Linked DNA regions of Mus musculus: regions 1, 2, 3 and 5 are each linked to region 4. Evidence: chromatin contacts called from public ChIA-PET, Hi-C and HiChIP or PLAC-seq data. All regions are on one chromosome and are shown on one strand. The core of a region is the stretch at or near the end of the contact, and the rest is flanking DNA. Distances in the headings are between cores, read along the strand shown. Region 1 has its middle 60 kb from the start of 4930449C09Rik. Region 2 overlaps Pvt1 (Pvt1 oncogene). Region 3 has its middle 110 kb from the start of 4930449C09Rik. Region 4 has its middle 62 kb from the start of Gm22521. Region 5 overlaps Pvt1 (Pvt1 oncogene).

Region 1 (5,482 bases), core at 1,521-4,020, 930 kb before region 4:
GAGAAAAGGGAACCTATGCATACAAATGGAAGGACTGATTAGCAAAACTTGAAGATCAGAAGAGGGAAACCAATTTTCAACACGATCAGTGGCCAGGCCACAGTTTGATGCTGTGGAGTCCAATTCAAATGCCACTGGAAGGTGGTCACTGTGTTTTTCTAGTCTCTGGAGATGATGTTCAAATAGTCCATGAGGAGAGAGACATGGTAAAAAGGTTGCAGACACAGGTACTGTGCACAAGTGTGGAAGCCCAGAGAGGTGTCCAAGCTCTTCACTCATTTTTGAGACAGGATTTCTTCCTGAACCTTTCTAGTCTAGAAGCCAACATGTCTAAGGACTCTAGGGAAATCTTTGCTCTCTTTGGAGGAGGAGTTCTGGGCATGCTTGGGATGCTCAACTTGTTACATGGGCACATAGATCCAGACTCTGGTTCTCACAATTGCACAGCAAGTGCTCTTAACTATTGACCCAGCTCTCATGCTCTCTCATTTTGTATTTCTGAGCATCATCAGGATTGTAAAAGAATAATTTGTGCCCTTGTAAGCCACTAACTTCAGTGGAATTACTCAATGCAGCAACAGAAATTAATACTTTTGACAGAAAGAGGGAGAATAGACACAAATAGTTAATTTGGGGTCTTGGTAGGCAAGAATTGAACATGTGTACGCCTAATGTTTGGATTAGGAAGCTAGGGTGTGTCATAGGATGGATGGAGATGAAACAGAAGTAAACAGGAAAGATCTTTGAAGCAAATCGCAGAGGCTGCTAAACTAGCAGAAGAAAGAATTGAATCCTGGTCCTGATTCCTAAAGAGAGAGGGCACTGAACAGAACGTCCACTGGCCTTGGAGATTCCAGTTCACTTCACAGCTCTGAGGGTTCCCATGGAGATGCTTGGTCACCCCCTGTGATAAGGCAACGAAGGGCCGTGTGAGTCTGACTCGGGTTTGAGGTTTCACTACGTGATGGGAATAGGGTAGTGGCTCTCTGGCCTCTGTAGAATGAAGGATGGGCAGGCTTGCAGAAGAGAAGGAAGTGGCTTCTTCCAGGGATGCTGGGTAAGGCTTCATTGAAAGAGGAGAATGAATGCCAAGTGGAGGAGCCAAAGTGAGATGCTAGAGCAGTGGGTTCTCAACCTGTGGGTCACAGTCAACTGGGCAAACCTCTATCTCCAAAAATATTTACTTTATAATCCATAACAGTAGCAAAAATTGCAGTTATTAAATAGCAACAAAAATAATTTTATGGTTGGGGGTAGGGGTCGCTACAACATGAGGACATAAGGGGTCACAGCGTGAGGAAGGTTGAGAACCACTGCTGCAGACAGAAACGGGGGGGTGTCTGAGGGTATGAACTGTCAGGGCTGAGTGAGCTGGAGCAGCTGTAGGCTTCAATGGCTGGTACCTTGGGAGGTAGGCAGGAGGCAGATAGGAGGCAGCTGAGATTTACAGCATGTCCTGTGGTTTCAGGTGGTTGCTTGGGGTTGGGCTTTGGGATGGGCAAGATGGAGTAAATAGTCATGAACTCCAGGGGGCAGGGTGGTCAATGATGCTGATGCTTTGGCCGAAGGAATTTGATTGGTGGGACTCAAGCTCCCAAGAACCCAGCATGGTGTCTGCTTCCCACAGGGTTCTGGGTGGATTCACACAGCCTACTTGGGTATGGGGAACTCGGAGTTAGATCTTTGTCCACTGGAATCTCATTGCCAAATGCTTTAGGTGTCTCCGATCCCAGTGTGGCCCACATTCTTTGCTTCCGAGTAACTACAGAGCTCATTTGGACTATGTTAGGCCTTTTGGTGGGTTGGATGCTTACAGTAGAAGCAGCCTTATCCACTTTGCCTGGTGAATTTGCCTTTCTAAACCTAGCTCAGCTGCCGTCTACTCCAGAAGGTTCAAATTCCCAGTTCCCTGCTCTCCAGGCAACTTTGAAGACTCCTTTGCAGACTCATGCTTTGCAATCAGTAAATAATCTCTGTCCATCGTTTCTCTACTCCCACCCTAGGCACTGAGCTCTGTATACCCAGCACTGAGAAAACTCACAATCCAGGAAGAAACACAGAGGGACTTTTAAGAAGAGGAACAGTTTTGAGCAGAGGGGTTAAAATAATAGACCGGGAACATGGCTGGCGCCAGCCTTTTTAGCTTTCTTGATATATTTACCCCCTTTCTAGAAGCAACTACCTAATAACTCATTGTCCACAATAAGATAGCAATATGACAAGGCCAGCCCTATCTGATTGCTAGAAAATTTCAATTTCTGAGCGAATCGCCTCTGTATTCTCACACTACATACAGGCTAAACCAAACACTTACTTCCTCATTAATCTCTCTATCAGGGGGCTATGTCTCCTCCTTCACTTCACCTCACTCTCCTGGATCCCATCACCTGTTTTGGGTGTGAAAACCGTGATGTTTGGCGCGGGGCCTAAACTCTCGGTTAACCTCGTGTCAAATCACATGGTTTCAGACAACCCAGAGGTCGTTTGAAATTACAGTTGGAATGCATGGAAAATGAGTGACAGGAACAACTGAGAACCCTCCCCCCACAGTCTTCAACTACTCCCCACCCCTGCCCCCCTTTAAAAGCCGCTGCCGCCTCCTCAGAACAAAATTGGCTAGCTAGATATTCAGAAACCTGAGCTTTGCACAAGAGTGAGGTGTTGATTTGGACCATTCGGGGATGACAGCTGCTCTAAAGGAGTGGGGTGGGCCTGGAGGCCCCCAAGGCGATTTCTACAGTCTCCAGAGAGCTGCTGTTGGAGGGTCCTTGGGGGCTTACCCCCTTCTGTTTTGCACAATCTATCTTTAGAGAACTGCAAGTTCATTTCTCAGAAGGGCCTCAGGGCTGCGATGACTTCTAAACGGACAAACCACTTCCTGCAATCTTTAACTGAATTGAGGCTGGGGTGGGGGTGGGCTCGGGTGTGACCATTGGAGGGCGGCCTCCATTCACACTTGTCCAACCCTCTTGTCTTTCCACAAACCACTTCTGGCTAGGTCCCAAGAGAGATGGAGCCAAAAGTGGTCCTTGGAGTGGACCACATGTGAGGTCACAGGTTATTCAAGCTTATGTCCAGGGGTTAACTATCCAGAGGGACCGGAGAAGGGGCAGGGCCCTGACAGGAAAGCCTCATGCCACCTAGATACTCTAGATGCAATGAAAGGCAACATGGGCTAGTCGTCTTCTGCTCCTGTGGACACCTCCTTCTTGCAGCATGGTGTCAGGAAGCCGTTTCAGGAATTAGCACAAAGCCATGGCTTTCCATCTCCTTGTGGAATGGATACCAGGTATCATGATGAAGAGTCCCCAGAGGAACCTTATGAAGTTGACTCTGCCGAAAGACAGAGGCTAACTGGGCTTACTCAGATCTTGTTTCTAACACTTTGTCACTTCAAGAATGTGGTGGCTGGGTGTCATGTCTCTGGGCCCCAATAACTGATTGACATCAGTCACCATCCTAGAAGTTAGATACGGAGGCTTTAAAAGATGATGGTCCTGTGAGTCCCATTGCAGGGCTGGGCTGGATCAGATGCCAGGTCTTAGTGCTGCACCTGCCCTATCTAGGTCAGTGGTAGTAGTACTACCCCCACTAGAGCTGACCACCAAACAAGATGTTTTTGCCTTTCACCTATGTGGCTCTATCTCACACGGTTCTGGCTGCCTGTTCCTCCAGGATATGCAGTTAAATGTGAGGAACAACAATATGAACTAACCAGTACCCCCGGAGCTCTTGTCTCTAGCTGCATACGTAGCAGAAGATGGCCTAGTCGGCCATCATTGGGAAGAGAGACCCCTTGGTCTTGCAAAATTTATATGCCCCAGCACAGGGGCCAAGAAGTGGGAGTGGGTGGGTAAGGGAGTGGGAGGAAGGGTATGGGGGACTTTTGGGATAGCATATGAAATGTAAATGAAGAAAATACCTAATTAAAAAGATTTGGAAATGATAAAAAAAGGAAAAAATAATCACATGTATAATATAACAAACACATCTGTCTTGATGCTGCATGGGACATGCTTTTGCTGTGAAATTATTTTGGCTTATTTTAGATTCAAGGGATGGTAAGATGGGTCAGTAGGTAAGGACCCTTGGTGCCAAGACTGATGACCAGAGTTCTAAACCCAAAGAAATTCAAGTTCAACCAAGAAACCTCTCCCCGAGAAGATACTTCATATCTTGTACTCCGTGGAAACAGGACTGGACTGGGGTCAGATGGTGCTGACATTTGCTCTCTATTCTGTCACTGTTTCTCTTAGGAGAGTTCATATTCATTTCTAAGTCTTAATATGGAACAACACTTCTTTCCCTGAAGTGACATGTAGGCACTCAACCATCACTTCGTTTGGGTTAGTTAGAAGTTCATATCAACAGTTTTGGTTAGCACAGGCCATTCATTTATAGTCACTGGCAGAGCTGGAAGGCTTGGTGAGACAGGGCCCTTGCTTTGATCTATATCTTCCCTGGGACTGTACAACCGCTTGATAGACAGCTGATAATGAGTGTGTTCTCTGGAACCCTGAAGTTAGGCTCAGAGGAGAGTCTGACAGGCTATGCACAAGGAGACTCAGGGGCTCCAAAGAAAGATGCTTTAGCTGGGTCTTGAAAAAGAAATATAATTAAATGGCCTTATATTTTCTGTGGAACTTAATCTCGCTTCCTTTTACATAGTCTACAATTAACTTCACTTTTTAAAACTATGCCACTGTTTGCCAACTCCAGCTTGGTAAACTTTGTGATTAGCATTCTGCCATTGCACTCAGGGCACTCATTTAAGCTCCTCCGTGCTATTATTCCTATTTTACAGAGGCGCCTGAGTCGCAGAGTTTCTCTTCCCAGTCAAGGAACCTAGAAAGGGGTGACATAGGAATGAGGCAGGGAACACCTGACTATCCTTGAGCTTATACAACACACTCTGCAGTCTAGAACGAAAGCTGTTGCTGGGCAGATCATAAAGGCTTTTAAAGCATAGGCTGCAAACAGGATGCTGTCTGGGAGGCCTGAGCCATGCAGACCCCCTTTCTCCAGCATGGGGAGGTGGAGGCAGGCATCGATGGCCTTTCTGGGCTTAATGAAGGGTTATCTGATCACCTTGGTTATTTGACCGTAAAGCTTTCTGATGTTTCACTTTAAGCCAGTGCTTTGGAAATGCAGAGAATAGATCCAATTCCAAGCCTGATGGTTCCCGTGCATCTAACGCTGATGGTAAAAAGGCTGGAATTGCATCGCAAGGGCATTCCCACATGCGGTTCAAAATAAGGGTTGTCAGCTGACATTCGAAGGGGCTACCGCCCAGAAAACTCCCAGAGTTTCCGGATACAGGTGTTTGGCACATCTGGGTGGCTGCAAATGTAATGACCATGGGTTTTGTCTGTGTTTTATCCTCATGTTCCCTCTGCTTTGCACAGTGCATGTATTGTAGTTCCAAAACCCCACACACAACATCAGTGTCTGAAGCATCCACATACAACTCAGAGAAATAGAT
Region 2 (5,379 bases), core at 2,215-4,714, 520 kb after region 4:
TGCAAGGCAGATAAGCAGGCAGTTGAAGTCTGCAGGTGGCATGGAGTCAGGACTCCCACTTTCCTTTGCCACAGAGAACGTTAGTCTGTTCTCTTAAAGCCTACAACTGATAGGAACAGGCCCACGGGCCACACCATGAAAAGTCACAAACTTCACTCAGTCTGTATTCATCTAAATGAAGAAACACGTTGGCTCACAGAGGGGATGCATGCTTGCAATCAATCATCCTATATGACACATCAAGACCTTTCTCAAAGCATCAACAATGACAACCACCAAGGGGGTTCAAGAGACCCCCCCCCCAAAAAAAATATAGGCTGCTATCTCATTGCTCTTTGTTGAAGAGTCTATTGCTGAAGACACCACACAGTTCAGTCAGGGCCGTGAAGAAATCATGTTGGCACTGACCTGGAAGCCTCTTTGTGGGTGGGTAGCTCTTAGAGTGCTGGAAGATGCTATGAATGCTGCCAGAAGCTAAAAGTTATCAACAGGTCTAACCAGCTGTAAGCCCTGTGAATTACAATCATCATCAAAACAGCAAGAAGTACCCAATGGAACGATAGCATTTTCATCTGGCTCCTACATACTTATCCCTAGCTTTGTAGAGTGCAACTCTCAGGCCTTGTCAAAACAGCTTCTTTTTGCTGTGTGCAGTAGTTTATCCCCAACAGGTCAACATCCACAGAATAAGTGACCATGGGGCTTCTGTAACTCATCCCCATCACAGAAGAAGGAGCAAAAACCTTGTAAGAGCCAGAGGACCAGAAATTCTGCTGCCAAATAGTTTCTTCTGGACATGACAGAGGTGCGGCACCCAAGAACATTAAGCACCTATGGCTATAAGGACTGCACAGACCCACACTGGTCAAAATCCCAGCATGGATTGGGGAAGATCTCACCTAGCCCAGATCTAGGTTGAACAGCTAAGGGCAGTCAACTGCTATTGATGGAAGGGTCAGTTCCCTCCAGGAATAAGCCCTCTGATAGGTTGATCACACCCCGGTGGGGGCCCTACAGCAGAGTATATGTGCACCACTAATCATAGTTATAACAAAAATAACAGAAAATGAGGATATGAATTTGAAAGTGGGATATGTAGGGAGTAAGGGAGGAGGGTGAAATCAAAATGCATTGAACTCGTGTGGGAGAATCTCAAAACCAAAAATGAAAAACAAACAAACAAAAAAATATACAGCGTACAAATAGTCTCCTTTCTCCCAAGACACCTAAATCGGTATTTCATCAATGTCTGGGTCCCCTGCCCCAGCTAAGGTGATAGGTGATCACTTTAGAGCAGATGCAAACACAGTGATTCTTCCTCTGCACAAATATTCATTTCCATTGGACCCTCTCACTAGAGTTTCAGACATAAGAATTCCACCCCTTACTTGAAAGATGAACAAAATAAACAGCCAAACTCTCCTCTCCGATTCTAAGTAGCAACTCGGGTTTCTAGCTGCTCGAGATTAACCCTTTTCTCCCCAACACTTGGCATCCCAACCACCAGTCGGCTGCATACTGGGGACTCATTCCGAACCTCAGAGCATCTCCCCATGCCTTCCCCACCACTCAGTGTCTTCTTTCCATATCTACAGCAGTCTGGGGGTTCCAACATCCTGCAAAGTGAGCCAGCTGCTTCCAGTCCACCTGCAAGACAATAGCCTGGTTAACATTGTCTCAATGAGAGCAGAAGGAAACTTCTTACCCTGCCCTGTCTCCTCCTTGAGTTGCTACCTTTTTGTTCTTTTAGACTATGTGTCTCCTCCCCAAGTGTCTATCTTAACTCACCCAGACAGGCCATTTCCGGAAACCTACCTAATCTGGAAGATATGGAGTGCTCACAAGATATCTTAGAATTCTGGTCCAAAGGTGGGTGGCGGACACTAACATGGGGACAATAGAGGGGATAGAGTACCACAATGGATTAGGGAGACAGGGTGATATGTTTGAATTTGGCACATGTCTAAAGCAGGCGGTAATGCAGATTATTCTCTGAACTGCATTGAGAAGGGGGAAAAGAGTTGAGAGGCCAGCTAAGGAAAGATCAGAGAGAAAGATGATCGGGTCAGGGGAAGAAAGGAGGTGAAAACCTAAGCAGGTGACCTAGAACTGCTATGAACTGTGCAGCCACGATTTCATACACCGATGCTCAGAAGAATTGCACACAACCAAGTCAGAGAGGAAGAAATGCATTTGACAAGAGGCCAAGGGGAAGAAAGATTGCCATGACCATGAAGAGGGGCTTGGGGTAGCCCAGCCAAACTCCCAGCAAGCAAGGCTCAGCTCCTCTCTACACTCACCTATTCTCCTGCTCCTCCACAGAAGGGCCCTGAGCACACAGAATCAGCAGCAGCAGCATGCGCTGTTCTCATCCCTTGGCTGAAGACACTGAGGAGAAAAGGAAATTTATCTTTCCTTTTCAAAACGGATCCAAGTGAGATATGCATGGTCAACAGAAGGGTGATATAATTACTAACCAGGCAATTTTACTTCTGAGACCTCCGCACTTGAGTTTGTTAACATGTTATCTTCCATCTTAGCCCACAGTCCCAACAATAACTTCACTGCAGCCTCCTCAGCCTCCCCTTAGTTGGTCTCAGTCCCATAAAGGTAACGGTCATACCGCTTCCCACTGCAGCATCCTTGTAACCAGAGACGGTCCAGGCAGGGGGCAAGGAAAGAATAAGACTAGGTAAGCATCAGTACTGCTCATGCTCAAATAAAGACATGGGCTTGGGACTCCCACTGAAGCCTGGTACCCAAAGGAGCATCCATGGGCATTTTGAACCAAGTCCACATGGTCAAACAACAGAGTATGTTTACTCCATGAGAAAGTCTTCATCTGAAGACTTCCACATGGGCATCTGCAGGTCATAGCACCAGAACCTTCTTTTCTACAAAAGCCACAGCTGTCCCCTAATATAGCTTTTATATAGTTTTTTTTTTTAACTTGGTACTGACCAGGACTTGATCATCCTAGCAACTCATGTCAGAACCTTACATTGACAGATCCATGTATATAACATAAAGTGTTCTGCAGAGGAAGGAACGGGATACAGTAGAGAGCATGCTACTGTTGGATGTGTTGGATATCAGTGGGTTAAACCACAGGATCTTCTCTTGTCAGGGAGACATGGCAGTGTTTGGAGACCTTTTCATTCACAGTTCATAGCCACCATGACAAGGAAATGACCGCTGTCTTGTCTTTACAGAATACAGGTGAACCTGGTGTTTGGAAAGGTTTAAGTTAAGCCCAGGTATTGGGACTCTGGGACTCCAAGTCACAACAAATGCTCAATAAATATTACCTGCTGCTTCTAGTTATTGCTGTTGTTCTTAAAGAAACACACTTGATAGGTATTTGAACTGCACCAATTTACTCTGAGTAACTTGCCCTTAAGTCAGTGTACAGTGTGAGCAGCAGAGGCTTCCAAAAGGCCAAAGGCTCTGCTGAATTTCAAGGTCAGTGCTGTGTCCACAACTGCCATGCTACCAGTCACCCATGCCAAGGATCCTCCCACACTCCAGACTTGTAGCCAGGAAACAACAGACATACTTCCTGCAATTCCTTGGTGGTTCTTTGTGCGGCTTTTTGAAGCTTTTGTGTTCTCTAATGTGCTGGGCTGGGTGGACAGCGCCATCATGATCAAAGACCCAGCTGGCAGGTATGCCAACCCCGTATACGCTGCCAGCCACCAGGCACCAGCTGCCAGCTGCCAGCCACCAACCACCAGCCACCTGCCACTGGATCCAGGAAGAGTCAAGGGGGGAGGTATTAGGCTTCACAACGGCTCCAGGTGCTATCCCAGCCACAGGCTCTGCCTTGCAACAGCTGAAGTGTGCCTATTCCAGGTGTGCCAGGCAGGAGCTGACATTCAAGCAGCTCCTAGACCAGCAGTGGCTGGCAGATCACTGGCAATGTGATGGCTTAAGGAAACTTAACCTTCTGACTGGGACAAATGAGTTCAAGAGGGCCCGAAGGGAGAGTGCAGCATCCTTCCACAGGCCCAAGTTCACAAGTGCCATACTTAGTCCCAGGCAGGTTGGGGCCAAGGGGTTCTAAGATAACCATCACTGAAGCATATGCTAGTGAAAGGCTATGTTGTATTACATGAGGAATTCTGCAAGAAATTGGGCCGGAAAGGGCTCAGAACATCTATGGTGGTTTGAATGAGAAATAGTCCCCATGACCTGAGGCATTTGAATGCTTGGTCTCCTGGTGCAGTTTGGGGGACATTTATGAGGTTTGGACTTTTGAAGGAAGTGTGTCATTAGTAAGCTTTGAGAGTAAAGGGACCTGAGTCATTTCTAGCTCCCCGTACCCCTTCTCATTGTGTTTGCAGATCGAAATGTGATCCTTCATATCCTGTCCCTGCCTTTGCTGTGCCACCGCAGATGGACTCTCACCCTCTAGAACCGTAGGCCCCAATATATGCTATTTCCTCTGCGTTGCTTTGGTCATGGTATTTTATCACAGTAATAGAAAGGTAACTACCGCATTCTATGTTCATAGCTCCTAGTAGAACAGATACCCATTTGCATTAAGTGTCAAAAAAGGGAATGGGGAACTTCCTAGAACTCAGATGCTTGCTGAATCTGCCTCTGGGAACCCCAGAGACCTTCATGGAGAAATTCTGGGTGTCAGCTATTCCTCTAATCACCCTGAAAATCTTGAAGATGTATATCACAGCATCTGCTTTATCAGTTAGATGGATAAGGAAAGTCTATTGGCTGTCACATTTTCCACATAGAAGAAACATTTATAGATAAGAAAAAAAAAATCACCTAAGGTCAAATGGCAAACCAGGCTCTAACACAGGAGCTCATTTCTTATTTTTTATAAACACGTATGAGATCCACATCACATGGAATAAGACTATTAAATGAGTGATATACATGTCTGAAGTGACAATAAATACAGAAATGATTACGCACACACATACACACATACACACATACACACACACACACACACACACACACACACATACACACACACACCTCCCCCACTATAGATAGTGCATGTGTGTATCTTTGTGCCCGTGACTACATATATTAGCAAATGTGTTTCTTAAAAGTTTTGTTCTGCCGGGCATGGTGACGCACACCTTTAATCCCAGCACTTGGGAGGCAGAGGCAGGTGGATTTCTGAGTTCGAGGCCAGCCTGGTCTACAAAGTGAGTTCCAGGACAGCCAGGGCTATACAGAGAAACCCTGTCTCAAAAAACAAACAACAACAACAACAACAACAAAGTTTTGTTCTTGCTTGTCTGAATTTCCTAAATTATAGAATGAGTATTTACTGCTTTTTTTTTTTTAAGTTAAACAGTAAGAATGGAAGTTCTACTTCCTTTTCTCAGCTGGATCTCTGACTGGGAG
Region 3 (5,352 bases), core at 1,698-4,197, 880 kb before region 4:
TTTTCTTCAGCACACTCCAATGAACAGGAAGTTACTCACTCCATATTTGACTGTCCGTGGGGTTTGTCCAGGTCAGCTTGTCTGTTCTCCCACAACACTAAGTGGATCGGCATCTTGGCACATGTGTCCATTTATTGGTTAGGAAAAGCAATCTTCTGGCTTCTGTATGTCTGACATGGTATGTGTATGATGGCATTCGTACATACACACTAAACAATGTACTCACATTGGAGTATAGTGAATAAATATATCATTTTCCAGAAATAATAGTAAGTTTAAGAAGATAAACAATCCCCTTTCCAGGAGAAAGACAACCTTGAAAAAGTATGCCATAAGACTCCCTAGGCTTATTTCCATGGAAACTAAGAACCTAGTGGGACTGAACCAGTCAGTGCGGATGATGCACTGTGTCCTTTGGAGCCTTTTAGGCTTCAGGTGACTTTTTGTTGTCTAGTGAGTACTTACATTCATCCTTAAGTGAAAATATTTTCAAATGTCTGCGCATGGTGGCACATGCTTTTAATCCCAGAGAAAGTGCAACAGATATAGGTGGACTTGTATGAGTTTGAGGCCAGTATGGATTAAATAGTTAGTTCTAGGCCATCCATCCAGAGCTATTAGTAAGACCTTGTTTCAAAGTCTTTTTTTCTAATTGGTTATTTCCAGTGTTAAAGTTAGAGAATATATCTTTCCCTCTCTCTCTACCGCCCTCCCTCTCTCTCTCTCTCTCTCTCTCTCTGTCTCCCTCTCTGTTGTTGGGGAGTTACTTAGAAACCACTGTAGGTTGATGCTAACAGCCATTATGATTTAGCTAAACTAGCATAACTTTTAAAAATGCACCACACTGGCCATCCAAAGACCACTCAGTAGCCAGAAACAGCAATGTCAGAGGGATGAATAAAGCTAGGCTGCAAGGGGCCTTTAGGCTTGAAGTGAGACATGGGGACCGAGGTTCTACTTTTTCTGTTTTTTTTTTTTTTTTTTTTTTTTTTCAAGCTGTACTCTTGGGAAGTTGCAAAAGCTGAACAGAAAGTATGAAATCTGGAAGTTAAAAAAAAGGTGCAAAACCTCCCCAAAGTGGCCAATTCTGAGAAACAGAGGACATTGTGATGACTTTAACTGCCCTACATTTCATTTTGTTGATTTTCTTTTTAATTCATGAATTTTGTTCTTTGACTGTGTTCTTTTTCAATGTAAAACATGAAGAAAGCCTATTGTTAAAATCGAAGTTGCATTCTCTCTTTTAAAAATTCTATTCTTACATTATGAGAAAATTCCTCTTTTGATTTGTCATACCATTTTGAATAAGGCATTCCATATGCAAAGCACTTAAGGCCTGGGAGAGAGTGGTAGATGTAACCGATTTGAGGGCTTCATTCAGGTTTATTGAGTGGATTAGAGTCACTCCAGCCTCCTCTCTGCAAGTGGCTGTCTATAGGAGGCCTTGGTGTCATAGTTGACACAGCACTTTGCATTTAAATAGCTATGTGACCTTGAACATTCCTAATACTCCTGGGCTGGGGAGGTTTTCCTCTCTTAAATGGGGATACATAATTTGTAGCTGCCTTGCTGTTGAGATGTTGTGAAAATTAAATGAGGAAACAGGCCAAATATTCCACACATAGTAAACAACACTGTGATTATCAGTCTATCAACTTTTAGTAGAGCCAGTGGGGTTATGTGAAGGTCGAGCATTGGCTCTGTGCAATGTATGTGTATTGAACTCCATCAAGGCCATTAACGGACAGGAGATATGCAAGGGTAGCTCATATTCGTTTATCATCTGCTGGGGGCTAGGCTCTGCTCCCATCTTCTTAGGAATATTGTATTTAATTTTTATAATGACATTTAGGTCTGGGAACTAAGTGTGGGGACTATTACATATCTCATCCTTTATGATTAAGCAATCTAGGGTCATAGAGTTTCTTTCTTCCCTAAGGTCACAGAGCAAAGTTAACTATCAAACCTAAGAAAGAGATTTTAGCTTCCCTTGTAGTTGATCACATTAAGTGACCAAACTCATAGTGTCAGAATAAAGTTTTAGGAAGTTTCCAGAGAGGGACCCTGTCCCATTGCTTTTGGTTTCAATAAGATTCAGACTATAAGTCTTCTGATACGCTGATTGATGGGGACTTTCTTCTGTCTGAAGATGGCACATGCCCACTAGCCTTTAGGTGCCTCTTGAGGCATTTTTCCTGATCACAAAGTGAAGATGTCAGCTTGGTGAGGCTGGGGAAACTGCATTTGATCAAGCTCCTTTTCAAGGCCAGCTCCACTTTATACAACTTTTATGCATTATTTTGAGCTCTTTCTTGTTTTTCATGCTCTTGATCCCTCTTCTAGATCCTTCTTGACTATTACCTTATATGTCAAGGCTTTCCATGCTTCGGGGTATGGTGCTCTGCTCTCTATTTTTTATGTCTTGGCAGCTGTTAGAATGCAGTGTGTGTAAATGGATTCCACCTATCTCTATTAAGCTAAGAGTTTCTGAAGGAATGCCTTACATTATGATTTAGTATATTAATATCTAGCAAGTTAGTGAATTGAAAACTAACACTCCTGTCCAAATTACTGCAATCTAGCTGAAATCACTATCATTTTCTTCGTAGGGTAAGTGTTTGTGTCCACTTCTCAGTTCTCTGCTTATCTCCACCCTCATTTTCAATCTTCTACGGTCAGAACAATCTCAGAATAGTTCTAATTGATGGTTTTTTTCCTCTTTTTTCTTTTTATTTTCCTTCTTTTTTTGGTCCAAAGTATATTTTCTTGATTTTCATTCTCTGCCTGGGCTTTTTGGGGATTCTAATTTAGTCTGCTCAGTTCTTGCCTGGCACGGTAAGCTTGTTAGCTAGTTAGTAAGGCTTAGTTCTGAGATCTCAGTAATTGAGGAAGAGATACACATGCGTGCAAGAGAGAAACCATTCATGAAGGTTGGGGGCTGGGGTGGGGATAGCAGTTGAAAGGGATATGAAAGCCACTTCCCTTTTCTCATGTGAGTAGAAACCCCAGCAGGAGTTATCAGAACCAGTCATCTGTGTGATCATTCATTCATCTATTCATTCATTCATCTTAGACAGACCCAATCATCAGAAGAGCTGCTCGGTCATTTCTCTTTCTCTTCTTCTGGACCTTGTCCAGCTTATTCTAGATGGGAATGGCCACCACGGCTTTTTATGGTTCTGTGCTGTTCACTAAAGTGTATGTTCCTTAATGTGACATGTGAGATTGCTGATTTAGTCTCTGCCTACTGGTACTTTCTACTTGCTCTCTAAGCTACAGCAATACTGGTCAGCTCCCCTCTTTCTGTGTTTCTGTCTTTTCTTCCAAGTCTTTTCCTACTTACTTTTCAAACTCATCCAAGCCTTATCTCAATCTTAAGACTTTCCTTGAGTCTGTAACCTGAAGTTATAAGCCCCATTTGTCCATTGCAGCTCTGTAGGCAGAAGGCGGTTTTAGCTCTTCTCACTTTGTTATGACCCTTGTGGATCTTTGTCCTTCCACTGATCTATGAACTTTTCATAATCAAGGTCCATGTGTTATTTCTTATAATAACAGAGGTGTTAAATAAACATATCTTGAGTGAGCACATTAACTGTATGCTGCATGCTATGGAAAGTGTGTATTATTTTGAATCCTAGTAAATCATTCATAGGTTTGGTAGAAGAAAACTGTACTTATGTATTAATGTAGACTCAAAAATGGATGGGTTTGGGCAAAGCTAGAGGCAGATACAACAGCCTGTCTTCTCATTCTCCATTTCAGTCCCTCCCACCTTATGCTCTATTCTGCCCGATCTAGGAAGTGTCAGCATAGTTCTAGGTAGATGTTTCTATATTCATGTGACTTCACTTGGCAAATATCTGTAAAAGGCCAATATTTGAGCTGCAAACCTCATTGTCTCTATCATTCTATTCAACTACTATTTTTATAGTTTGAAATCATCTGTGGATGACATGTAAATGAATAAACATAGGTGTGTTTTAATATTTATTTTTTATTTTTATAAAATATTTAGTAACTTAAAATTAGCCTACTGGTCAACTCTCCTATTACATGACTATTTGTGGCCAAGTCTCAGGGCTCCATATTCTAGCATACAGTACATATATCCCAAAGCATCATTAGCCTTCCAGCGATTTGTCTGCCTTTTTTAAAAAATAAATTTATTGGTTATTTTGCTTATTTACTTTTCAAATGTTATCCTTCTTCCTGGTTTCTCCTCTGAAAAGCCTCGATCCCCAGCCCTCCCCCAACTCCCACTTTTATAAGACTGCTTCCCCTCTCACCCACCCACTTCCACTTCACTGCTCTACCCTGGGGCATCAAGTCTTCACAGGACCAAGGGCCTCCCTTCCCATTGATGCCAGATAAGGCCATCCTCTGTCACATATGCAGCTGGAGCCATGGCTTCCTCCATACTCTTTGGTTGGTGGTTTAGTTTCAGCGAGCTCTGGGGAGTCTGGTTGGTTGATATTATTGTTCTTCCTATGGGGTTGCAAACCCCTTACAGCTCCTTCAGTCCTTTCACTGACTCTTCCACTGAGGACAGTATGCTTAGTCCAATGGTTGGCTGTGAGCATTCTGAGAGCAAAGCCTCTCAGGAGACAGCTATATCAAGCTCCCGTCAGCAAGCACTTCTTGGCATCAGCAATAGTGTATGGGTTTGGTGTCTGTATATGGAATGGCTCCTCAGGTGGGGCAGTCTCTGGATGGCCTTTTTTTTTTCAATCTCTGCTCTACATTTTGTCTCTGTATTTCCTCCTGTGAATATTTTCTTCTCCCTTCTAAGAATTGAAGCATCTACACTTTGGTCTTCCTTCTTCTTGAGCTTTACATGGTCTGTGAATTGTATCTTGGGTATTCCGAGCTTTTAGGTTAATATATACTTATCAATGAGTCCATACCACATATGTTCTCTTGTGACTGGGTTACTTCACTCAGGATAATATTTTCTAATTCCATCCATTTGCCTAAGCATTTCATGAATTCATTGTTTTTAATAGCTGAGTAGTACTCCATCAGCAAGTGCTTCTTGTCATCAGCAATAGTGTCTGGCATTGGTGGCTGCATATGGGATAGATCCCCAGGTGGGACAGTCTCTGAATGGCCTTTTCTTCAGTCTCTGCTCCACACTTTGTCCTTGTATTTCCTTGATAGGAATGGATAGCAAGGAAGTTGATAATAACAACCATCTAAGCCAACTCCTTAATGCTTGTGAGTCTGCCTCTGTTTGCCTTGATGGTAACCTGTTGCTTTCTGAGCTGGCCCTCCTTGCCTTCTGACCAGGATACCCCCTTTTGTCACAGTCATATTAGGAGTTTTCATGATCTTCCTTTTAGTGTCATCTTGGCT
Region 4 (5,354 bases), core at 2,190-4,689:
CTGGTCATCCCCTCCCACAATTCTCTCCCCATTCACCTCCCCTTCTCCTGTAGGAGAAGATGGGGGGCCCCTGTGTATCCTTCATCCTGGCACATCCTCTTCCACTGAGGCCAGACAAGGCAGTACAGCTAGAACATCTCCCATTTACAGGCAACAGTTTTTGGGGTACCCCTTGCTCCAGTTGTTCCCCACCCACATGAATCTTAAGCTGCACATCTGCTACAAATGTGGGCATAGTCCTAGGCCCAGCCCACTTATATTCTTCGGTTGATGGTTCAGACTCTGAGAGCACCAAGGGCTGTTACTTTGTTTGTATTTTGTTTCTTTCACACAGGGAAGCAGAGTCAAATTATGTTGGCCGGCTCTTACTGGCAAGTATTGAGATTAATACTTTTAATACTTCATTTGATATCTCATTTCATCTCTGAGATGATTGTTGAGATACGTGACTGTTACCATGAGCTTCAGAGATCTGAATGACTTGTCAAAGCTCACTCAGCTGTGAATATCTAGGGCAACGACTCAGAAAAAGACACAACACTTATTTGAACCCAAATTTGCCCACTGCCTGTACTTTTGCCAAATCTATATATAGTAGGATACAAAAAAACTTATTATTTAAAAGAAAAAAAAGAGTCCCGTGGCCAATGACATTTGGGAAGTATGCAATAAAAACAAGTAACTTGTTTTTCAAACATGATATTTTTGGAAAATAGTTTTATTAAGATTAAAATATCATAAACTTCACCAATTTAACATAGTCCAGTGGTTCTTCGTTTGTTCACAGAGTTACAATGCCCACCTCCATCAATTTGGGTACATTTTCATGACACCAAAAAAAAAAAAGAAAGAAAGAAAGAAAGAAAGAAAGAAAGAAAGAAAGAAAGAAAGAAAGAAAGGAAGGAAGGAAGGAAGGAAGGAAGGAAGGAAGAAAGGAAGAAAGAAAGAAAGAAAGAAAGAAAGAAAGAAAGAAAGAAAAGAAAAGAAAGAAAGAAAAAAGAAAAAGAAACTCCATCATATAAGAATGCCTTAGAAGTGAGCCATGAGCCAGAAAAGACTTGTGCCCGGATTGTATCCCAAATATTTCATTAGTGAAAGCCTGTCTACAACCAACCACTCAAGGACTAACAAATGCTGGAAAGTATTACCTGACATATTTTCAGCTTGCCACTGTGTGCTAATTTCTTAGCTTTTTTTCTTGTATGTTGGAGTAGCTGAACTGCTCTTCTTGTATGTTGGATTAACTGTGCTACTCTTCACTCATCACACTGACCCAGTGTCCATGTTGTTTGAGGCACAGCAGAGGAAACATAACCTATATCCATAAAGCCACTGTAAATACAGAGGTGAGCTCATGCTGAACTTATTTCCAGTGTTTCTACTTATTTAAAGCCTCACTAGTATCTTAAGAGGATGAAATTGGAAATATCCTATGGGTGAGCCCCAGGCTTCATATTCTAAGGAGGTGGGTTACAGGAATCACAGGGGGACTCTATATAGGCAGCACTTAACAGTCATGTAAAATTCTGGGAAACAATAAACACCTGTCCTCCTTTTGAATATGCATCTGGCTTAGAAAAAATATCTTTATGGGATGATTCAATCCAAAATCAGTCAGGAAAGAAAAAGCTAGAGAAGAGAAATTATAGAAGAAGCCATTTCTAACTATGAGTATTGAGTCTCTATATCAAATTGAAATGCTTCATAAGACTTACAGCTCATACACATACCACAAACAAACCCACATTTGGGACTCTATCGTGTGGATCTAAGGATGGTAGAACAGGAAGTCATGGAAAATGGGTGATTGCTTCATTGCTAATCTCTTACCTGTTAATAAAATGGAGAGAACAAGTTATGCTGGAGCGCCCATTCCCAATAGCTACATCTATAACACAACACCTATACCTAAGGTGTAGGGAGCATTATGGAAGAAGTGACAGAAGATTATGGCTCTCTGCTGAGAGATACAATCATGTAGACATGGCTGGAAAGCTGTACTCATAAAATCTCAATAGGGTTGCCTACATAAGACTTATGTAGTGACCACAGCAGTTCACATGACAACATGGATGTGGTATATTTCATAAGACCCCACTCAAATGATGAAGATGAAGAGCTATAGTCAAGCAATGGCTACTGACAGACAGGGGTGGAGGGAGAACAGATATACATGCAATTGAAGGACAAAGAGACAGGAGAATAAATCAATTTCCATAGTAAATAATTGCCTAATATGTTATCCAAATTGAAGTAGTGAGCCCTAAATGCATGCACATATGAGCAACAGAAATGAAATCAGAATGTTGTATTTACATACAGAGGAAAGAGAGAGAGAGAGAGAGAGAGAGAGAGAGAGAGAGAGAGAGAGAGAGAGAACACAATAATTAGAGAAGAGGTCATAATAGTGTGGCTACTTCTATCCATCTTTGAAGGGGGTAACAAAACACCCATGGAAGGAGTTACAGAGATAAAGTGTGGAGTAGAGACTGAAAAAAAATGACTATCTAGAGACTGACTCACCTGTAGATCCATCCCATTTACAATTGCCAAACCCAGAAACTGTTGTGGATGCTAACAAGTACTTGCCTGATATAGCTGTCTCCTGAGAGGCTTTGTCAGTGCCTCACAAATATAGAGGTGGATGCTCACAGCCATCCATTTGACTGAGCACAGGGTCCCCAATGAAGGAGCTAGAGAAAGGACCTAAGGATCTGAAGGGGTTTGCAGCCCCAAAGGAGGAACAACAATATGAACTAGCCTGTACCCCCCAGAGCTCTCAGGAACTAAACCACCAACCAAGGAGCACACATGGTGGGACTCATGGCTCCAGCTGCATATGCAGTAGAGGATGGCCTACTTGGTCATCAGTGGGAGGAGAGGCCCTTTGTCCTATGAAGGTTATATGCCCCAATGTGGAGGAATGCCAGGGCTAGAAAGCGGGAGTGGGTGGGTTGGTGAGCAAGAAGAGGGAGGAGTGTGTTTTTTGGAGGGGAAACCGGGAAAAGGATAACATTTGAAATGTAAATAAAGAAAATATCCAATAAAATAAAGAGAAGAGGTCATGAATTCGAGAGAGAGTAGGGAAGGATTTGGAGGAGGAGAGAGTTGAAAATTATGTAAATGCAATACTCATGTATATATAAATATTTTAATATGACTAATGTGAGCAAAGAAGTGGAAGAAGGACTCATACCTCCACTTTATATTTTCCTGTTTTCTCTTTGTAGATGTCGCTGCTGCTTCACTTGTTTTTACTATGGAGAAATACCTAGAAATCTTGATCTGCAGCTGAAGCTGCTTCATACTGAGGGGCTCTGAGCCTGTCTTCTGTAAACATCTGCATTTGGAGACCAGTTCTCACGATGACAGATGCTGGAACATAACCTCACACACTGTCAATCCTCTACAGCTATTGGTTGACACTGTCAGGCTCTTCCCTCCCATCAATCACCTTAACACAATATGGGACCACATCCTCTTCTATTCTAGGAAATGTGGCCACTCTCTTTGCACGCTGAAGTTTACTTTATCTTTATGCTTCAACTTTGAGGAAATGCAGGTGCACACATACACATAGGACTATACAAATACATTCCAAAGTACATATATTTGTATAGCTCAGTGGTTTTCAACCTGTAGATTGTGAACCCTTTAGGTCACAACCTAAAGAACCGTAGTGAACAACCCTTTCACTGGGGTCACCTAAGACCACCAGAAAACACAGATATTTACAGTGTGATTCATAACAGTTACAAAATTACAGTTACTAATAGTAGCAAAAATACTTTGATGATTGGGGTTTACCACAACATGTAGAAATATATTGGAGGATCACAGCATTATGAAGGGTAAGAACCACTGCTATAGATAATATATGTGAACTGGCATATGACCTCACATCTCCGTCATCTACCAACCACTGATATATTAGTACAGAACGTTAGACTAGGTCTAGTTATACTGTAATACCAGGTATTTTACTTAGGAAAAGAAAGTTATCTTCTCCAAGAAACTAGTTCCTCATTTGGAAGATGGAAAATCCTTCACTGTGTGATTATGACATCGTTTACTTGAAAAGAATTTCATAATTTGTAATAAGCAATGAGGTTTTCTTTCCTAGTTGTTCCTAGACACAGCAAGAATAAAAGATGAATCTATTATGTGAGGGCAAGAAGATCTCAGAATCCTACAATGTGGACCCAACACTTCCCTGGTGAATTCTAAGTAGCATTTCATTACAACCTTAATCTAGAAGACTTTATCTCTTGTGCTTAGTAAAACCAAAGCCTGGGTGCTTTCCTCTATCCTTCTTTCCAGTTCTTCCATATCAACTTCTTTGGCCAACCATGTCTACTGCATAATTTATTAATATAGGGTCAACTTCAGGTCTTGACCTCAATGAGCTTCTTGGCTCTTTATTCCTGGACATCATTACCCACTTACTTACTTACTTGCAGTGTTAAGTTCATGCCAAGATATCCAAAATTTCCATCTCTAGTCTGAAGTTCAACTTCCTAGGTTAAAGAACGTTATTATGACTTATGGGCTTTCACATTAAGTATGTCCATGTTGAAAGCCATCAACTACTTTTAAATAATCAAAACCTTGTTCCTTTTCCACAGTTTCCTCTGACTTCCCCATTAATTGAAAAAGTAAAAATAAAAAATAAAACCAGTTGATCACATTCACTTATACCTTCTCTAGTACCTGAACTGGGAGCCTGGCATGAATTTTCCAAGTCTACTGCTACTCTTCTAGTGAAGGCCATCAGTACTTCTAAGTGGGGCATTGCCATTGAGGTTTTCGAGTTGACTTCCCGTGCTCATCTTTTGTTTTACTCCAAATTTATGTTCTTGCTGGAAACATTTTAAGAGTTTGCCATTGCATTTTGTAGACAGGCAGTTGGCAGTCTGATGTATCAGTCTGGATGAACGGATGCACTTCATTTAATAGTAATATACATGACTTGGACCTTTTTTTTTTGGATCATCAGACATACACTTGCTTTCATTCCATGGCTCGGTCACTTCACATCACCCTGATCCGCCCCTAGACCCATCTTCACTTACTCATAAGTGGTTCTACTCATAGATCCATGTTATTTTACTTCATTGAGAAGATACCTTGCCCTGATTCATGCACCTATAATAATAAATCCTTGGGGTTCCCCCACACACATGGGAACTTGTCCTTTGCATCCATAAAATCTACAGTGATTATAATTAGACAGCTTTACTGTCCATTTGAGAGTGCAGTATATGGCAGGAGACATTATTCTGCTTAATTCCTGAATACATATCTCCCAGTGTAATTTCTTGAAGACAGCCAACTTTTAGAACCTGTTTATGAAT
Region 5 (5,458 bases), core at 2,426-4,925, 560 kb after region 4:
ACAAGCTTTAGACTTCTTCATTGACTCCTAACAGGATTTTAAAACCCCAAAGGTCGGCCCCCTTCTTACTGCATCACATTACCCATGGAGGAGAGTACACAGGCTTAGTTTGCTCATCTGTGGAATGGGTAGGTGGCAGCAATATGCAATAGCAAGACCAAATGAGACATTTGAAGGAAGCCATCCAACAGTGAACAATAAATCAGTATGGCTGAGTTGTTGGTTTCTAAGTTGGCTCTCTGTCTCCTTGGCAATAGGAGAAGGGCAAGGACACAGTAAAGACCACATACTAGCTCCTGACAGAGGAAAAAAAACACAAGGACCTCTTCCCAAGGCAGTCAAACTGTTGAGTGTTTTTAATTGATGTTTTTGATCATACATAAGGAGTGATGTTCTATGAAAATTAGGAAATTAAAGTTTCTAAGTTTCTTCCAAGAGCATGGGGGGAGGGGAGTCCCAGGGGCTCAGTGAAGAGTAGAAAAGTCTCAATCTTACTGTCACACATAGAACTTGTAGAGTCACAGATTCCTACCCTTCCACAGAGATGAGCTAGGGATAAGAGACATGTGCACACAGGGTGACAGGACTCATCTGTCCACTTTGAGGATATCTGTTCAGAAGTCCCTCAGGCAACCCAGCAGAAGGAAGAGGGTAGGGAGGGGGTCAGCCTGCTGCAGATGCTGCTGCTCAGGTTCCCTTGTCATATCACTGCCAACACTGTCCCCAAGAATAGGACAGTAGCTTGCTCCCTGACATCTGACATGGCCAAGCAAACCATGGGTCTGCTAAAGGCCTTTAGGCATCGCAAAATGTCAACTGCTGGGACCCAAAGTTTATGTCATACTTTCTGTGACTAGGCAAAACAAAGGACTCAGTATCTGTGACAGGCAGATCCAGGCCACCCAAGATCCTTAAGAATTAAGAGACAAGAAGGCTGATTGGAAGCCCACTCCTTAGCCCTTTGGCTTTGGTATCTGCAGCAGAATTCCAAGTATGCTCAGGTCCCTCATCCTCTTCTCCACATCATAAGGCCAAAGGTAGGGCCATGTAATCTTCTTTGCAGCAAGGGGGGGGTGGGGGGGGAATATACAATGGCAAAGGAGCTTCAACAAAGATAAGCAGTGCCTGGGTAAGGCAGGGGGTCCATCATTAAAGGATGGAGATGGGAGACACAATCCATCACAACAGAGGCTCACCAGTTCTGTTCTCAGTAATTTAGCTTCCTCATCTGGGGCAGCTGGTTGTTTACTCGGACCGTGAGGCCAAATGGCCGCACAGATGTTGCCACGATCAGTCAGCCATGGGTAGCAGATCTTACACACTGAGCAGGAAACAATGAGCCTGCTAGAAAATAAGTGACCATGGATGGATTTCTCAGGAATCCATCCAAACACCATCTGACCACTGCAAATAGATCGGGCCGGTAGACTGGGGCACCTGTAGCAGCTGAGGAAAGCCAAATACCTGGCTGTTCAACCAAGACGTTTCTGAGCACAGGTGTGATGTCAGAGGGTATTTGCTCTCCCCAAAGAAGGCCCTGAAAAAGATCGAATACAGATACAGCTGGATGGTTCCAGGAGGGTTGGCCCAACCTGGCTCCCATCCTTGCTGAATTCTATGAAATCCATCAAGGCTAAGCATGAAAGCATCAGGGACAATCTCAGGACACTGGCTGCCAGGGGTCAAAATGAGAGTCCCAGTAAGTAGCAAGTATCTCTTCGGTTCTCTGACCCTGACTTGTATTCAAAGATAGATAGCAGCCGTGGTTACCTTCTTGGATGCTGAGGAAGTCAACACAATACAGCCCCAGCTCACAGTAGGGGCTTGATAAGCATTTTGTTATTCTCAGTGTCTAACTGCTGTCACTCATTGATCCTCCTGCTTAGTAAGGAGCTTTCTTAGAGAACTGGGTTAATTCTTACCATGGTGAGTGTTTGCTATCCCAGTGCTTGGTAGTTACAAGCAAGGCTGTTCTCACTCTACTATCTCTTCCCACTGCACCCTCTCCGCCTTCCGACTTCTGCCATATTGTAAGGCAGATGCAGTTGCCCAACCATGAACTAACTTCCCAAAGCCCAGAAACACAAACCTAAACAAGCATCTTTGCTTTATAAGTTACTAAGCCTCAAGCACTTGGAGACTTAGACACTTACTGAAAAGGGGCTTGAAAAGAAATAAATAGACCAAGATGTTTGCTTTGTTTTAAATACAAAAGAGGGACAAAACAAAAACAAAAAACAAAAACAAGCAAATAAAAACCAATAACAACAACAACAACAAAACACCAAAGAAATGAACACATTACTGTGTGAGCCAGCACTGAGCACGAAGCAGTAATCAGTCCCACGCAGCATCATGTTTCTTCCCTGGCACACAGCAGTCACTCATTCCTTGCACATATTCCTGTTTTCAGAAGATAGATGGGCTAAATCTTACAGAGCTGTCCAACCTTTTGCTATTGCGATATGATAGTGTCATCTATGAAAGTAGTGAACTGCATTAACAGCTATCGTAAGACTCAAGTGGCCTATTGGCCACAGGTTAGACACACCTGGTTCCAAATGGCTAAACTAGTATCCTGGGTAACACCTAAGGGTGTCAAAGATTTGATCACTAATTGGTGAGGTCATATATCCTTGACTCCCCAGCACAGCTAAAAAAAAAAAAAAAAAGCCATCGAGGAAAAACACCCTCAAGAAATGCAACTCAGGCAGTGTGTGAAGCCTTTCCTCTGCACAGCGGTGACCTAAAGAGAATGGCAGGGACTGCTATCAGTCCCAGTTAGGGCTTAAGAAGCCAAGGCTCAGAAGAGCCATGAACAGAACATTGGGGCTCCACAGAGGAGAAGCTCGGAGGGGTAGGGGAAGGTATAGCTTCTACAAACTGGGAACTGGAAGACGGGATGCTCTCAGGTCAGTGAGGGCCACTATGATTCTATGGAGAAAGGCTATTTGTCCCAAGAACTCTGGTTTCTAAGCCAAGCTCCCTGAGCAGTAGGCACACATGGGGTCAGGGTAACATCATGTGCGAAGAATGGAGCAGATAACAGGTGTAAACATGGTCACTGGTGAAACTGAGGATTCGGTGAAGTGTGGGAGGAAGAAGGGTCCTAGAAGGTCGATGGTGCCGGTAGATTTCCCTGAACCATGAGAAGCCCGTCATCTCACTGTTGTCCACCTCAAACTTTCCTTTTCATACCTACCCTTGCATTCACCTTTCTTTTATAAGAACCTTCCTACCATAGGGGTGTCAAGTGATGAAGTCACCACCCAAAGTAGTTTCATTTCTCCAACCTCAAAACCCTCCTTTCCTGCCGCACACTCACAGCTTGTCACCCAGAACATCAAAGCCATTGCTTTCCGGAAAGCTTCTCTGATCACCTGGGTGACTTGTGGAGATAAAAACAACCTACCCCACACTAGAGATCATCTACTTCCTGCTATGTCTTGGTCAAGGCAAGAGCTGGAAAATGGGGCCAGAGTGTACCAACAAACACTTCCCAAAGAGTTGTAAGGTCCCAACCCAAAAGCACTTTCTACCAAGGGCTCTTGCCAAGGCAGACAGTTGTACCAAGCTATCTCTGTCTTTTTCAAATAGAAACTATAATGGTCTCATGTTCACTCTGTAGAGTCTCTACTTACTGAACTGTAATGACAGCTCATTTGCATACAGGAAAAGTAAGTCAAGCAGTTACACACACTCTGGGCTGTAGTTTTTGGTGACTCACAGAAGAAAGCGTATAGATTATTTCCATTCGGCTCCATCCTCCAATTACTTAAGTGATGGAAAGTCACAGAGCCAATGGGACCCCTGGGGAAGTTCCAAGCTACTGGGAATTCAAACAGTTAATGTAAGTTTAGCAGGGAGTTTCCCGTGGTGCACAGGTGCACCATCAGGTGGGCCGTGATGGAGAGTCCCACCCCTGAGACACCTCGCACCTCATCTCAAGAAATGATCTTCTAGAAAGACAAGGAAATACCGAGTCCCAGGGCCCATGATCCAGGAAGTCACATCTCCAGGTCTACTCTTCCAGGAAGCCAGTGTTGAACCTACCTCATATTATAAACTTCCTATTTGTAGCCATGGTGCACGACTCGTATAAGGAGCTCAGTAGTAGAACATTGTCCAAATAGTAACCACTTGCTGAATGAATAGTGCTTGGGTGAAAACATTCCCTAAATACTGATTGCTTATTTTGTGCTAGGTACCATGCATCCATCATTAAAAACAGTTGCTTGGTACAACCAACTGACACTCAGCTGCCAGCTTCTTTGGAGACAACTTTAGCTGAACAGGGTCAGACTCAAGTATCCTTCCAGGCAAAGCTACATTGTCACTGATCAACCGTCATGCCACCACAATTCAGGACAGTTCTCAAAGAGCATTCTAGTGTGGTCTATGCAGAGCTCTCTCTGAGGCTATGCTATGCTCAGACACCTTCACAGCTTGATGGCTCCTTCCAATCCTGATTCCTTCCATGCGTTTCACAATTGTTGATCCCAATGTACTCCAGAGTAAGCATCCTGCTTATTAACCTACACACTGATACCTGCCTCAGAGAAAAATTCAGCATGTAAGATGCAGGATCTCATGACCCATCTGTGGTGGCCCAGGCCTGTAACCCCAGCATTCAGGCAACTGAGATATGACGATTAGTAATTCAGGCTAGCCTGGGTTAGATGGAAAGTTACAGGCCAACGAGGGTAGTTTTTTATTTGTTTTTGTTTTGTTTTGTTTGTTTTTTTACTTTGTTTATTTGGGTTTTTGTTTTGTTTTGTTTTTAATGATGGATTCTCAAGGCTCTGTGTTATCACATAAAAGCTCTAGTAAGGCAGGTAACATCCCTATAGATGAGGAAACAATGCATCGACAAGAGTATGGGATTCAAGGCTCACAACTATGACTAATGAGCAGGAGCTATGAAAAAGGTTCAGATCTTCATGTTTGTTGCAGTGTGTGCCTAAGTCCTAGGCCATTAGAGTCATACATGGTCTATCTTTGTTCCCCCAGCACACTATTCATGAAATAGCATAAGCAAAACGTTCCTCATGTGATTAGATGATGATTGGATGGACAGAATGTAATGTAATCATATATTTGTTGAACAAGGAAGTCAGCTGAACCTGCTATAGCATAAACGACCAACCACAGTGATTTGACACTCAGTGTGCAAAGCTTGGTGAACCTTTGGTTGTATAATGTGTAGGATTTAATGGCAAAGATAACAACTAAAGAACTCCTGAAAAACTTCCTGGAGGAGGCATGTGTGATTTACATGATTTGAAAGAAGGAGCGAGGAAGATGTACAAGGACACTGGGTTAATAAACCAGGCCTTTACTTTGCTATCCAATGAACAGGACACATGCTTCACACGACAGTCCAAAAATGCAAAGTGTGGAAGAATTCCACAGCCATAGCCTTCATTACTAGATCAGTGAACCATGGTGTTCCTGCGGT

The links. A called contact is a pair of places that touch in the nucleus more often than the background predicts. ChIA-PET counts read pairs in DNA pulled down with a chosen protein or histone mark. HiChIP or PLAC-seq counts read pairs in DNA pulled down with a chosen protein or histone mark.
Region 1: a Hi-C map of Th1 cells shows a contact between it and region 4, with 8 times the contacts expected there. The contact joins two enhancer-like sites. A contact is called at or near these places in 3 of 484 Hi-C or Micro-C datasets (DN3 thymocytes, Th1 cells and myeloid progenitors) and 4 of 115 datasets of contacts at active chromatin or transcription factors (CD8 T cells, Th17 cells, embryonic stem cells and 1 more).
Region 2: a Hi-C map of DN3 thymocytes shows a contact between it and region 4, with 7 times the contacts expected there. The contact joins two enhancer-like sites. A contact is called at or near these places in 2 of 484 Hi-C or Micro-C datasets (DN3 thymocytes and liver) and 2 of 115 datasets of contacts at active chromatin or transcription factors (CD8 T cells and memory CD8 T cells).
Region 3: an H3K27ac HiChIP or PLAC-seq map of DN3 thymocytes shows a contact between it and region 4, with 10 times the contacts expected there. The contact joins two enhancer-like sites. A contact is called at or near these places in 1 of 15 datasets of contacts at CTCF or cohesin (large pre-B cells), 1 of 484 Hi-C or Micro-C datasets (myeloid progenitors) and 2 of 115 datasets of contacts at active chromatin or transcription factors (DN3 thymocytes and acute myeloid leukemia).
Region 5: an RNA polymerase II ChIA-PET map of memory CD8 T cells shows a contact between it and region 4, with 154 read pairs. The contact joins two enhancer-like sites. A contact is called at or near these places in 8 of 484 Hi-C or Micro-C datasets (B cells, CD4 T cells, Th1 cells and 3 more) and 7 of 115 datasets of contacts at active chromatin or transcription factors (CD8 T cells, Th17 cells, effector CD8 T cells and 3 more).

What each region holds. Positions count from the first base shown.
Region 1 is chr15:63,655,484-63,660,965 of GRCm38.p6, reverse strand. No RefSeq gene overlaps it. Among named protein-coding and RNA genes, the nearest start is that of 4930449C09Rik, 60 kb to the left of the region's middle. Within about 2 kb of position 2,770, at least 58 of the 459 cell types and tissues checked have an H3K27ac peak or open chromatin away from gene starts, as enhancers often do. A contact at or near this core is called in CD8 T cells and Th1 cells, where this site is marked.
Region 2 is chr15:62,210,821-62,216,199 of GRCm38.p6, reverse strand. All of the region lies in intron 2 of Pvt1 (Pvt1 oncogene), which reads right to left. Among named protein-coding and RNA genes, the nearest start is that of Pvt1, 180 kb to the right of the region's middle. Within about 2 kb of position 3,464, at least 24 of the 459 cell types and tissues checked have an H3K27ac peak or open chromatin away from gene starts, as enhancers often do. A contact at or near this core is called in DN3 thymocytes, where this site is marked.
Region 3 is chr15:63,608,971-63,614,322 of GRCm38.p6, reverse strand. No RefSeq gene overlaps it. Among named protein-coding and RNA genes, the nearest start is that of 4930449C09Rik, 110 kb to the left of the region's middle. Within about 2 kb of position 2,947, at least 74 of the 459 cell types and tissues checked have an H3K27ac peak or open chromatin away from gene starts, as enhancers often do. A contact at or near this core is called in DN3 thymocytes, where this site is marked.
Region 4 is chr15:62,728,791-62,734,144 of GRCm38.p6, reverse strand. No RefSeq gene overlaps it. Among named protein-coding and RNA genes, the nearest start is that of Gm22521, 62 kb to the left of the region's middle. Within about 2 kb of position 3,439, at least 31 of the 459 cell types and tissues checked have an H3K27ac peak or open chromatin away from gene starts, as enhancers often do. A contact at or near this core is called in CD8 T cells, DN3 thymocytes, Th1 cells and 6 more, where this site is marked.
Region 5 is chr15:62,167,703-62,173,160 of GRCm38.p6, reverse strand. All of the region lies in intron 1 of Pvt1 (Pvt1 oncogene), which reads right to left. Among named protein-coding and RNA genes, the nearest start is that of Pvt1, 130 kb to the right of the region's middle. Within about 2 kb of position 3,675, at least 65 of the 459 cell types and tissues checked have an H3K27ac peak or open chromatin away from gene starts, as enhancers often do. A contact at or near this core is called in CD8 T cells, Th1 cells, Th17 cells and 5 more, where this site is marked.